Regions from separate parts of the Mus musculus genome. Here region 1 is linked to region 2. Evidence: chromatin contacts called from public promoter capture Hi-C data. All regions are on one chromosome and are shown on one strand. Each heading gives the region's core, a stretch centred on a gene start, on an enhancer-like site or on the middle of the called end of the contact. The rest is flanking DNA. Distances are from core to core; before and after follow the strand shown. Region 1 overlaps Slc43a1 (solute carrier family 43, member 1). Region 2 holds the start of Ypel4 (yippee like 4).

Region 1 (5,935 bases), core at 65-2,564, 130 kb before region 2:
CCTCCGCTTTCTTTTTTTCCACCTGGCATCTTCTCCAGGCCAGATATCATCACACCAGAGACAGCCATAGTGTGCGGGGGGGGGGGGGGGGGGGGGCTGTAGAAGGAACTGGGTCCCTATTTTTTTCAGTCCATTTAGCCTTTGCACTGTGTTTCAAAGGTAAGGGCCGTTTTATCTGATTAGGAGGGAAGCTGGTTCCTGAGCCCCCTCGACCGACCAACCGACCGCTGCTGAATCAGATAGCTGGGGGTGCGGGAATCTGCTTTTTTTTCAAGCGGGGAGCTACTGTAAGTGCACTTAAGACTGAGAATCTTGTGAGTGGGGAGGGGAGGAAAGAGGGGAGCAGGCAGCAATGCAAAAGAAAGTTAGAGGTCCTCCCCAAACATACACACATGGAGGAAGCTGTGAGTGAGAATTCTGTGTAGACAGTGGGTACAAATAAAAGATGGAGGATGATAGAGACAGACGTGCTTGCCTGTAAACCCAGTACTAGGGTGGGTGGGGCAAGAGCATAGCAATGAGTTCGAGGCCAGCCTGGGCTATATAGGGAGTTCCAGGCTAACCTGAGCTAGAAATTGAGATCCTGTTTAAACAAAAACACAAGACAGATACTATGAGGAGTGAAAAAAGAGGGATCCAGGTCATATAGGGGTGGGAGGTGGCCAAGATGAGTCTGGGAAGTAGCCGGGGGCAAGACTTTAACACATGCAGGTATGACCACCCATGGCCACCTGAGATTCTGCACTGCTGGACCCAAAATTCAGAGAAGGACAATCACAGACAAACCCTCGCTAGTTTTCTGAGAAGGACCAGAGAGCAAGCGTTTCATTCCTCAAGACCAGTATGCCTCTATAGGGTGAATCCCAGGAATCTATAGGTTCGTGTGTGTCACCTCCTTAACCAGGGCCCTCTGCACCCGCGGGGATTCAGCTGTGTCCAGCATCCTTCTGACCTGTTCTCTCCGGCAGCCCCCAGTCCCAGCTCATCTGCATAAAGTTCCAATTAACACGTTTCCCCAGAGCTGTTTGCGATCCCTGAACTCGCTCCCAACCCAGAGAGCGCTTCCTGCCGCCCCCTCGTCCCTCGGATCGCAGCCCCATTAACCCCTGAGCCCCAGGCGGTTCCCCGTGGCCTCTAGCCAGTCCCTCCGAAGGAGCAAGCGAGCCCGGGACGCATCCCTGGGCGGTGGACCTCTCAAAGGGCGGGGCAGAGGCTGGGGCTCCTTGGGAAACCACAGGCGCTTGCCCGCCCCTCTTTCTGGGAAGAGATGAGGAGGGGGACTTCTCCCGGGAGACTCGGGCGTCGAAATTCCTCGTTCCTCATCCTCCGGCCCCCGCACCCCTCCTCCCGGCAAGGCACCCTCTCCCCTCCCCAGCCATCTGTTCCTCTAGGCAGCGCCGCGACAAACACGGCTCTAGCTTGCTTCCGTCCCTACCCAGCCCCCTCCCCAAACTCTCCCATCCCCAGGAATGGAACAATGATGACACCCCTCTCCTAGAAGGTCCACACGTCGACCTCCACCTCTCACTCAGCCCCTGCCTCAGCTGCGCAGAGTTAGCTGTGGAAGTCCCTTTCCTCCGGAGGGTCCGTGGGGCCTGAGAGAGAGTGCAAGACTGGTGGGTCTGGGAAGAAGAGACGTCGAGAAAGGGCAGAGCAACCAGAGGTAGGGAAACTGAGGCATAGGTGCCAGAAGCGTGGATTTCAGCACAGTGGTCGGGGGTTCCCCTACTGGCTTGCCACCCCCTACTTGGCCACCCTCAAACACGTAGCGCCGCCTGCTGGGCATACTGAGTACCGCGCGCCCACACGCTGGGCTTCCACCACCTGCCTTCATCAGAGAACTGACTGGTGGGATGCCAAACAGGTCACTAGATGGCTTGAGGCTCACAAAATTAGAGTCCTGGGCAGAGAGCAGGGAGACCCCGGCAGGGCCTTTGGGAGCTAGCCAGCCTCACTGACAGGATTTCTCCCATTCTGAGATTGTGTGTGTGTGTGTGTGTGTGTGTGTGTGTGTGTGTGTGTGTGTGTGCACAAAAGGCCACATAGAGAGTCAGGAGTCTGCTTAAAGCAACCATCTGCTGCGTGACTTCTCTCCAGACCTCGTGCAGTTTTGTCATTTGAAGATGGGTGGGCCATTCTTTATTTATTCCTCAAGAGAACTCAGAACGAGCAGGGAAGCACAGCTTATTTGGAATGTTATCTTCCAGCCCTAACATTTGGGGGGGGGTCCTCCATGGGGTAAGGGTCAAGAGAGTGGATCCGGACTTTTACTGGGGTCACTCCAAAGTCAGAGATAGTGGTGCTAATCAACCAGCAGTTGGGAAGCTGAGGCAAGAGGATTGAACATGGGAGGCTAGTCCCAGCTACAGTGAGTTCTCTAGGCTAGTTTACCTTAGGCTGACATGCGAACCCTGCAAACCTACTAACAAGTCACCCATCCCAGAGAACTAGTACACCTGGGTAATCCCTTCTGCCCCTGACTGCCAATGGGATAGGCTTCTGTAGTCATATTGCTACCTGCCCTTGCCTGAACACTCTGCCTCTGTGTACTGCATGGCTTTGCCTTCATCTTTCTAGGTGTTTTCCAAACCCCACAAAGCAGTGAATTACTAACCTCTCTGACTCTAGGGGGGGTGGTGTGGATGACAGATTCTCAGCAGGCATCCGTGGTCCTGTCAGTCTATGACTAACTGCTAAGACTTTATGTCCCAAGGCACAGACCAGTGGTGGCCTGGGATAAACAAGGTCACATCTTCCTGGAGTGTCGCTCAGTACTTAAGATGGTGTTCTCTTTACATGTGAGTAATTCTAAAGCCTCCCTTTAATGTTTAAAGTAAATGTAAAAATAGCGGAACACAGCTCAGAATTTGCCTGATGTCTTAAGATAAAATAGGAGGCAACAAATAGGCATTGCATTCTGCAGGCCTCAGACATGTGCCTTGGTGGCAGAAAGGTTTGAATCATTCTTTAATGTCTCCTCTCTCTCTCTCTCTCTCTCTCTCTCTCTCTCTCTCTCTCTCTCTCTCTCTCTCTCTGTGTGTGTGTGTGTGTGTGTGTGTGTGTGTGTGTGTGTGTGTGTGTGTCTGAAGCTCAGGCTGGCCTGGAATTTACTATGTAGCCCAGGCTAGTTTCACACTCATGGCAATCTTCCTACTTCAGCCTTCAAGGATCCACCACATCTGGGTCTTAAGTATGTCCTCCTTAAGCATTTGCCATTGTTTCTTGTAAGGAGAAAGGGCAGCTTGTGAGGTAGAGTCTAAAACCCTGGGGAGACAGAAACTGAACTTCCTTTAGACACTAATGTGTGGTGAATGAGCATGGCCTCTATAGGCTCAGAGATCTGAATACTTGGTCCCCAGCTGGTGGAACCCTTGGGGAAGGATTAAGAGGAATAGCCTTCTCCAGGAGGTGTGTCACTGGGCTTTGAGGTTTCAAAAACCCACACCATTTCCATTTAGCTTTCTCTCTTTTTCCCTTGATTGTTGTCTCCTAATGTGAGCTCTCAGCTCCTGCCCCAGCACCATGGCTGCCTCCTGTCATGCTCCCTGCTGTGGAAGTTAGGGACTCAAAGCCCTCAGAAACTGTAAGTTCCTTCAAACTCTTCCTTTTTTAAAGTCATCATGGTGTCTGTACAACAGGAAAATAACTAAGACAGATAGCAAGGCAGTAAGTACATAGTTGAGAAGAGGAAGATGGCTAGACAAATAATGGTCAGGCAGACAGACAGACAGACAGACAGACACACACACTAACACACACACACAACACACACATTGTATTGTTTTTCAAGGCAGGGTTTCTCCATGTAGCGCTGGCTGTCCTAGAACTCACTCTGAATACTGGAGTGTGAGCAATCAGGTCCTCTGGAAGAGCAACCAGGGCTCTAAGTACTGAACTATCACTCCAACCCCACCAAGCATCCTTCCTAAAGGCCCAGCCAAGCATGGGTGAGGCAGAGGGATAGAGTTCTGGAAAGACAACAACCTACTCCTCCAGTCACAGATACACACCAGCCAGATTTCATTTCCCTTTTTATTTCCTCTAAGACCTGTAAGAAACAGCATCAGGGAGGGAACCCGCCCTCCAGCCCCCACACCCCATCCTGGATACAGCCAGCCCCTCAGTCCTTCTCCTGCAGGAAAGGATGCAATATGCATGTGCGTAACATATATGTGTGCACACTTGGCGGCTGGAATCTTAGTGTGGTCTGTTCACTGATCCCATGAGTTTTCAGAAGGCAACTCCACAGAGGCTCCTAGGCCAAGTGTGGAGAAAGGGCAGCCCCACACTTTCTTTTCAAAGACGATGGCCCAATACCACTGGAACGGGCACTGTCTTCAGTTGATGGATAGCTTGGTTGGGGGGAGTTTTTTAAGGGCTGTTTTTGGTTTGGGGGTTTTGTTCTGTTTGTTTCCTTTTTTGCAAGTCCCTACAAAAATAGAACTCTTAGTATTTATAAATCCACAGAACCCGGCTCTATGAACACGATGCAGGTAGAAAGCCACAGGCCATTCCCTTCGGTTTATCAGGCCTTGACTGCCTGTCCTCCAAGTCTCTTGGCCTCAGGAGTCTATGTAGCCACCTTCGAAGTATTGAGCACCTTCTGTGGGTCTACCAAATTGGTGGCATACTCTCTCTGCAGGCGAGACCGGTAGTAGTAGAGGTAGGAAGGTAGGAGAAATCCCAGGAACGAGAGAAGTAGGAGGCCCAGGTTCACCTGTAGAACATGGAAAGAAAAGCAAAGGAAGCCACATCCTTACTGGCTGGACACATCTTCTTCAGGGACCTGCCTAAGACTCCCATCATGGAGGAGAAAGTAGCCATCTGTCCTCCAGGCCCAGGATCAGAAGAAATATGGTCAGACCTAATGGGTGTGTTGCCTGTCCCACCAGCATGTTAGATGGTCAGCAACCTGGCAAAGGGGCTGAGGTGAAGTATAGGAAATAACAAGGAGGCCCCACAATGCAACACTCTCACGAGTGGAGGCACCTATGCCCCTGAAGGCAGACTCATGGCAGCCAGTAAGATCCCACTGGTATGACAAGAAGAGGCTCTTGGTCATTGTCAAAGGAGCCAGAGCCAGCCTGGAGCACACACCCAGGGCCGTGACCTTCACCAGCTCATGGGAATCACAGCCTGCTCCCTCCATGATTCATGTGCAACTCTGGGCAAAACTCTCAACTCTGAGTTCCTCTTTCACAGGTCGACTGTGGCAAAGACTGAGCAAAAGAAACCCCCCCCCCATGCTCATTGCACAAGAACTGCTCAGCAAACTGTGGGGAGGGTCATATGTCAAGTTCTCTCAGAAAGAGGGTTCACAGGTGAGTGTCCCACAAGCAGAAATGCTGTCAGGGAGGAGGGTGAGAGTTCTGCAAGGAAGGGACCTCATGCAGGCAGGGGCAGGCAATCTGCCAGTGAACATCCCAGTCAGGTGGGGAGGAACCCTGAGAAAGGATGCCTCTGCAGGTCAATGGGAATGGGACCAGAGGTACCTGAATGCAGTCCCAGGGGCCATGACCAGGATAGTACCCAACCTACCAGGGACCTTATGCCAACAAATCAATGGGAAAAGCTCTTTCAGAACATGCGTGAGGACCAACATCCACATCCCCAAAATCATCTAAATACTGCATGGGAGTGGTGGGCCACCTGTAATTCCAGTTGCCTGGAGAAAAACTGCTTAACTAGACGATTCACACTGTTAAGTTATGAGTTCAACTAAAAGGCCCTGCCTCAGGGGATAAGGTGGAAAACAATCTGGAAATACTCCCAATGTTAACCATGAGCCTCCACATACACACACAAATGCACACACACAAGCATAGATACAGTCATGCACACTCACCACACACATGCTAAAGTTTAATAAAATAGAATACAAGCAGACTGTTGGAACCAGATCAGGAGAGAGACTGATCTGAGATGTGTGGCTTTT
Region 2 (6,581 bases), core at 3,686-6,185:
AGTGCACTCCAGCCATGTTCCTCACATCACACTTTTCTGTTGATGCTATACTTTAGATCAACTGCCAGCAGCATCCCGCCCCATAGATTTTCATTTTAGCCTCAAGGGTATCCATGAATTAAGACATCTTAGGACACCCTCCTCCTCCAAATAATTGATACACAAGAAAACACTAAACTGTGGAGTAAGTTTACCCTAGTTGCACATCCTGAATCTGATAAAAAGTAGCCTCACTGGGGAGGGCCCAGGGGACTGAAGACACTTAGATATTCCTTCCCTTTGGACAAGCTCACAAAACCCACGCCTCTTGGTTCACCTGGATGCTTACCGCTTGTGAAACAGGTGGAGGAGGATCTTGCCACAAACAAAGCAACTGCTGCCTCCTACTGGTTTAAAAGGGGTGGGGTGACCCTTCCTTGCTTGTGTGCATACGGAGGACAGTACAAGGTCCGCACCTAAGGAAGGAAAGCCAGGACAACCACCTCACAGTTGCTTTTCCCCTTTTTATTAAAAATAGACCCAAAACACTTTATGTATCATACAAAAGTTTCGTTCGCTGGTGGCAGTCACAGGAAAGACTGGTCCCTCAGCGCTGATGATCCGCCTCCTCCAGAGGGCGGGGACCTCGGGAGCAGTGGCTGAGCCTTGGGGAATGCCTGTAAAGACTGCTCTCTCTGGCAACAGCCGGCTAGGGGTGGGGGCTGTTCTTGGAGCAGCTTTTCCCACCCCACCCAATGGCAAAGATTAGATACTTGAAAGTGCCTCTTTAGTGCTAAGGTAAACAGTGGAGTGAAATGGAAACCCCTGTCACTGATTCCCAGGGTCTAGGGTTTGGTTTTCCTTCTATTGGCCCCATCCGATCCTTTATTTTTTTTAAACCAAGAATGGGGGGTGGATAAACTACCCTCAGACTCTGGGGCCCTGATATCTGAGACCAGAATTTCACTCCATCTTTGCTTTTCTGTGGTCTAGCCCCACCACCAATGTTTGTCCTGTTTATTCAAAAAAAAAAAAAAAAAAGCTGATCAACATTTGGTAATTCATAGTCCTATCTGCCTGAGTTTGCGCCCTGCCATCACTTGGTTTCTGGTGCCACAGTTCTCTCCTTCCCCTGTTCTGTATTTCCCTGACTGCTACCCACTCCTGAGCCTTAGACACCCCTGGGGTATCCCAGGCTCCTGTTCCAAAGAACCTGGTACTGCTGTGACGGGGGAAGGGAGGAGGAGGTCACTTGGAACCAGGTTTCCCCAGGGGTGGGCAGTACTCATGCTGGTGTGGACTGCTCAGCAGGGCCAGGAGACTGGTGTGAGGAGGGTGGGGCATGCGGAGGAGGGTCACAGGCTGCTGAGCCCCTCAATCCCAGCCGTTGTCTTTCACCATGTGTGACATCTCAATGATGTACTTCCCTTCTTTGTATTTCTGGCTGGTCTCAAAAGCCTGTTCCTGGGGTTGGGGGAGGGGAGTAAAGAAATGACCATGGGAAAGAGTGTCTCCCCTCTACCGCCACCTAGGCCAACCCGATGCCAAGCTCCCTCTGTGGACTATGTGAAGGCCTGCCGTGTGGACACATCTGGAGGGCCACAGGGACTGTCTAGTCTTCCAATACTTACATATTTCCAGCCCAGTGTGGTCTTGCAGCTTTCGCAGAAAATGTCAGCTACCGAGTGGAGTCCTGTGAGCAGGAGGCGCTGTTCAGCTGGCCCACAACCCACGTTGACCCTGTCTCAGGAAACAAGGACCCAGCACACAGTAGGGTTGTTCTGTCAGTCCAGCCCCCAACCAACCCAAAAGGATCTCTACCTGGGGAACATGCCTTCAGCGGTCCACCCCTCTAGAATTTGTGCTTGGGCCATCTTTCGCCCCACGAAACTAAACTGCGTTTCTTAACCCCTTTATAGAGGGGATACTAGAACCAGGAGTACCAGGTCCCTTTGAAGACTCACCCCCATTTTGCAAAGAGGAAAGCTGTTGAAACATAAGTACACGCACAAGCACACACACACACACACACAAAGAAAGAGGTGGACTCACACGGAGTTAAACAGGTAGGCCCGGCCATGGCTTCCTTGGAAGGACTGTGGAAACAGGACAGACAGTGACTACTGGGTATCCCTTGGCCCCACTGCCTGGAGTAAAAGACTGGGGGAGTGGCAGGCCCTCACTTCAGCGTTACCTTGGAAATAAGCTCATCGTGTTTGGCCAAGTGTGCTCGACAGTGGACGCAACTGTAAGTGCGGTGGCAGCGGGGCAGGTAACTGCGGAAAGTCTTGGTGGGTAAACATGCGGGGGCCGGGCCAGGGTCACAGCTGGGCATGACGGGTTGGAGGACGATGCCCTGGCGGGCTGGAGGGGCTGGTGCGGTGCAGCCCCCACAGAGACGGTCGCAGGTAAAGCAACGGAGCAGATTGGCTAGAGCCGTGTTTCAGGACAGTAGCAGTGTGGGGGGGCTGCCCTGCCAGGGCCCCCCCCAGACGAGAACCAGATAGAAATGGGAAGTCACCTGGCAAGAGAAGAAGATGCATCAGCGGAGGTAGGACTTCACAAGGAGACGCTTTTGATTGGCTAGAGAAGATGGGGCTCAGTTCATCTGCACCGTCCCCATCACCACCAGCCCTCAGCCTCTCGTTGCACTTTCTGTCCCCTAGAGTCCCATTCTGTTCTGGCAGCGGTTCCAGGCGTCTTGTGCCATGGCCAGGGATTTGGTACCTTTCTCTCTCCAGAGACAGTAGCAGCCTCTAGCATTTTCCATTGAGAGCTGCCTCCTGGCACAGACACTGCCTTGAGTGCAACATCACCTGCAGAGGCCCACCTTGTGTCCAGTTCTGTGAGGAACTGCACCCTAATGGGAGGAGATCGGAACCTTTTTAAGAGTCAGGTCTTCCTGGAAGTTGGATTTGTTTGTTTAGCTTGTTTGTTTTTTCTGTCTCAAGGCCTCCATTTGCAATACAATTTGCCCATATTTTGGGAAGGAAGGAAAGAGGGACAGGCAGATGGGTACACACAGTCTGTTTCGGCACTCGCCTGCGGTTGAGTCCTGCGCCCTGGAACTCCATAGAACTTGGTAGCTTCTTCAGTATTGAAGACCTTAACCCTGGGTGTTCCTCAATCCTGCATCCTGGGATGATACAGCTCCCAGACTAGAGGGAGCACTTGCTGTCTTCCTAGCATCTGGTCCTCTGGTCTCATTACTTACTTACCGTTGCCTTAGCTCTGAGTTAAAGACAAGCACCTAGCCCTAGGAGGAGAATTATCTTTCTTCCAGCAAGTCTGACAGCTAGGCCCGTGGAAAGTAGGCAGCACATCAGAAGCCAGGCTTCTGGGCTGTGTGCTATAGAGTGAGAGCAACCTTAATAGGAGACAACAGGGTAAGGGGACACCTTATTTTTAAAAGCTGGGCTTTAGGGCACAAGGCAGAAAACATTTCTCCTCCCAGGAGCTAGAGCAAATGCCAGTGCCAGGACAGCAACAGTGAGATAATTGCGGGGATAAGAATCCTGAGACGCTGGGATCTGCTCACACTCCAGTCCCAAAGTAGCTGAGTGCACTGCAGGCAGAGGATAAGGAGGGAAGTGTCTTCTGTTAACTCCGATAAGCAGGTGATGTGCCTCTGCCTCTCTAGTGGAGCATCCTGCAGCTGTAGGTGGGGTGGCCTGTGTCTCCTTCAGAGATGCCCGCTAAGTGCTCTCGTGATGCTAGACCACCAAGCAGAGGAGGCAGCACAGCTTCAGTTACCCACATAAACAGTCTGTTCTCCTGTCCTCCATGGTGGCCATGAGCACCCGATTCTTCTACTGTCTCGAAGGGCTGTCATGCAGTCTCCACAAATCCCCCTGGGTGAGACCATCTTCAGTTTTTGGTCCTCTACTGTTGTCTTGAGTCCCAGGAAGACACCTTGGGCTTAGTTCAGGGTGACATTGTATTCTGGCCCTTCTTGCTACAGTTCAGCATCACTTCCATGATCTTCCTTCAAGTTTGCCTGTAGTTCACCTCAAGGTGCCACCTTGAAACACCTACTTCAAGGGACCAGGAGATGCCAGGTTTGCCCCCTCCCGCTATCTTCTTCCCTAGCCCTGTCCTTCTGTCACTGTCACGCCTCCCTCCCTGTCCCTTTCTGCTTCTCTGTCCAGCAGAGGAGAAGCTGCAAAGGACAAAAAAATAAAATTAAATTAAAAAATCATAAAAAGGAGAGTTGGGGTCACTTCTCCCATTTCTGCCCTCTCTCGTCATGGGGTGAAGCAAATCGGGGAAATTACTGAGGTCAGAAAACAAAACAAAGGTGAGTGCTGGGAAGAGGACGAGTCCCTGAAGCTGAGATGAGGCTGGACTGTGGGAGGTGGGGGGAGCAGAAGGGCTTGTGCCTGGGAAGACTGGCAACTGAGAGCCTAAGTGACAAGGCAGAGACAGGTGGAACCAGGTGCGAATCCAGTGCCTCTCAGGGAATAAAAAGGGGAGGGGGACTTGTGCTCACAACGGATGTATTCAATTGCTTTGAGTTTTCGCCTCCCCCTGGACCAGGCATTTTCAGTATGGTATGGTCCGAATAATTAGCAGAGCAGCCAGCTCCCAGGGCTGACTCTGGGGGTCTGCACCGGTAGCAAAAACAATAAACAGTGATGTCTGATGCCGCAGCCAAAGTTGCCGGGAAATAAGTGCGAGAGAATCGTCAGAGCTTGGGGAAGGATGGAGGAGCTGAGAGAGAGGAGGGAGCGGAGGCAGCAGGGAGGGGGAAGGGAGGACAAAGGGTGGATGAATAATGCTTTTGCAAAGGAGAGAAAGCAACACACAGCAGGAAGAGGTAATTTGCGAAGGGGAAAAATTGATTTGGAGAAGGGCTGCCCCCCTCACCTTGAGGTCTGCTCCAGAGATCTCCGTCTATCTCTTTCAATCTCTCTGTTCACTCTTCTCTCTTCTCTGTTGGTTCCTTCAATTGGGAAGGGGATGGGATTGGGGGAGGGTAGTTGAGGGGCTGAGGTCTGGGACTGCAGGCTGGACAGCTGCTGGGGGGCAGAGGTTGCCTCTTGCTCTGTACCTCGGTCTGTGGGTAAATGTGGCTGTGTGTTGTGGAACTGCATCATAACACTGTGAGTCATCCAACCCCCCACCCCCCTCACCTCCCACGTCAGAGCAGGGCTGGGAGACACAGGAGGCGGGTTGAGAGGGAGGGAGGGGGCAGGCATCAAGGGACCAGGCTAGAGGGGTGATGTTAGGGAGTGGGGGCAGAGAGATGGCTGGCATAGGGGTGTCGATGTAGGTGGTAAGGAAAAGGAGAAATAGGTTGTTAAGGAGCAAGGCTGTGTGACCAAGGAAACGGAACCCGAAGAAGGGCAGGGATGGAGTGAGGGTGGCAGGGAGGGAGCAAGGATGGTGAAGTGAGGTGGATCTAGAGAGAGCCAGGAAGTACACTCGCACTCAACATGATACATTTCCACTTCAACTCTGACATCAGCTCTGATGCAGGGTAAGGTAAAGAAGGATATATTAATTGTCATGGTTGACAAACCAGGCTCTCAAATGTGTTCAGTACTGAGTACTTGGAAGCTTTAATGTCCATTTCATGGCCCCAAAGAAGCCATAGGTCAAATATGACATCTTAAACCCAGGAACCTCTTATCAACTCCCTCCAAACGGTTTGTGCTGCCAATGGAGACACCTATGTGACATGAGGTTCTTAACAGAGCTGTGAACTTTCAGATCCTCAGGGGAACTTCACTCTGCATCCCAAGACTGCAGTGTCTATTGCAAAGTCCAGCATGCTGAAGATATTTGCAAAATAGTTGTTTGCTTTCATCTTCAGACAAGGGCTATGTGTCTGGCTTTGATATCCAAGACACCGGTGTTGAAATCTTAGCTTTGCCAATTATTCACCAGGAACCCTGGGCAAATGACTAATCCTCCTGCACTATACAATTCCTCTTCTGACCAGTGAAGCTAATTCTATTTACCTCCAGAAGAAGTGACTATGTGAGACAGCTTGTAAATTTCCAAAGTGCCTGACATATGATAGGCACTAAGTAAAGAGTAATGAAATTTTAGGTTGTTCCCTCCTTTTGTACTTAACTTTTTTTTGGGGGGGGGTGGTGTTCGAGACAGGGTTTCTCTGTATAGCCCTGGCTGTCCTGGAACTCATTTTGTAGACCAGGCTGGCCTCGAACTCAGAAATCTGCCTGCCTTTGCCTCCTGAGTGCTGGGATTAAAGGCGTGCACCACCACGCCTGGCCTGTACTTAACTTTTAAAATTAGCATTCTAAATTGAATTTTGTTATGGGTTAGTGTTATTTTTATTTTTTTAAGATTTGTTTACTTTATGTATACGAGTACACTGTAGCTGTCTTCAGACACACCAGAAAAGAGTGTCAGATCCCATTACAGATGGTTGTGAGCCACCATGTGGTTGCTGGGAATTGAACTCAGGACTTTTGGAAGAGCAGTCAGTGCTCTTAACCGCTGAGCCATCTCTCCAACCCCCAGGATTAGTGTTATTTCAAAACAGCATTCTCTACATGGGGCAATGAGATGGGCAGGACTGCAAATTCCAGGCCAGTCTGTGTGTCCTGGTAAGATAAGGAGTGGATAAACAGAAA

Evidence for each region. Promoter capture Hi-C pulls out the DNA fragments that hold promoters and counts their contacts.
Region 1: a contact with region 2 is called in a promoter capture Hi-C map of hippocampal neurons, with 2.6 times the contacts expected there. The contact joins the enhancer-like site here to the promoter of Ypel4 in region 2. A contact is called at or near these places in 20 of 39 promoter capture datasets (the 3T3-L1 cell line, 3T3-L1-derived adipocytes, the C10 cell line and 11 more), 1 of 15 datasets of contacts at CTCF or cohesin (embryonic stem cells), 13 of 484 Hi-C or Micro-C datasets (the 3T3-L1 cell line, B cells, the G1E-ER4 cell line and 7 more), 5 of 115 datasets of contacts at active chromatin or transcription factors (the SCID.adh cell line and embryonic stem cells) and 4 of 9 other capture datasets (adipose tissue, embryonic stem cells, liver and 1 more).

The regions. Positions count from the first base shown.
Region 1 is chr2:84,861,665-84,867,599 of GRCm38.p6, reverse strand. It overlaps Slc43a1 (solute carrier family 43, member 1), which reads right to left. Exons shown (of 14, transcript NM_001083809.1): 14 at 4,014-4,717. The coding sequence ends at 4,571. Among named protein-coding and RNA genes, the nearest start is that of Rtn4rl2, 22 kb to the left of the region's middle. Within about 2 kb of position 1,314, at least 49 of the 459 cell types and tissues checked have an H3K27ac peak or open chromatin away from gene starts, as enhancers often do. A contact at or near this core is called in the G1E-ER4 cell line, cortical neurons and hippocampal neurons, where this site is marked.
Region 2 is chr2:84,732,558-84,739,138 of GRCm38.p6, reverse strand. Ypel4 (yippee like 4) reads right to left here and starts at 4,935. Exons shown (of 5, transcript NM_001005342.2): 1 at 4,846-4,935; 2 at 2,174-2,500; 3 at 2,032-2,075; 4 at 1,611-1,719; 5 at 1,262-1,443. The coding sequence starts at 2,314. The coding sequence ends at 1,354.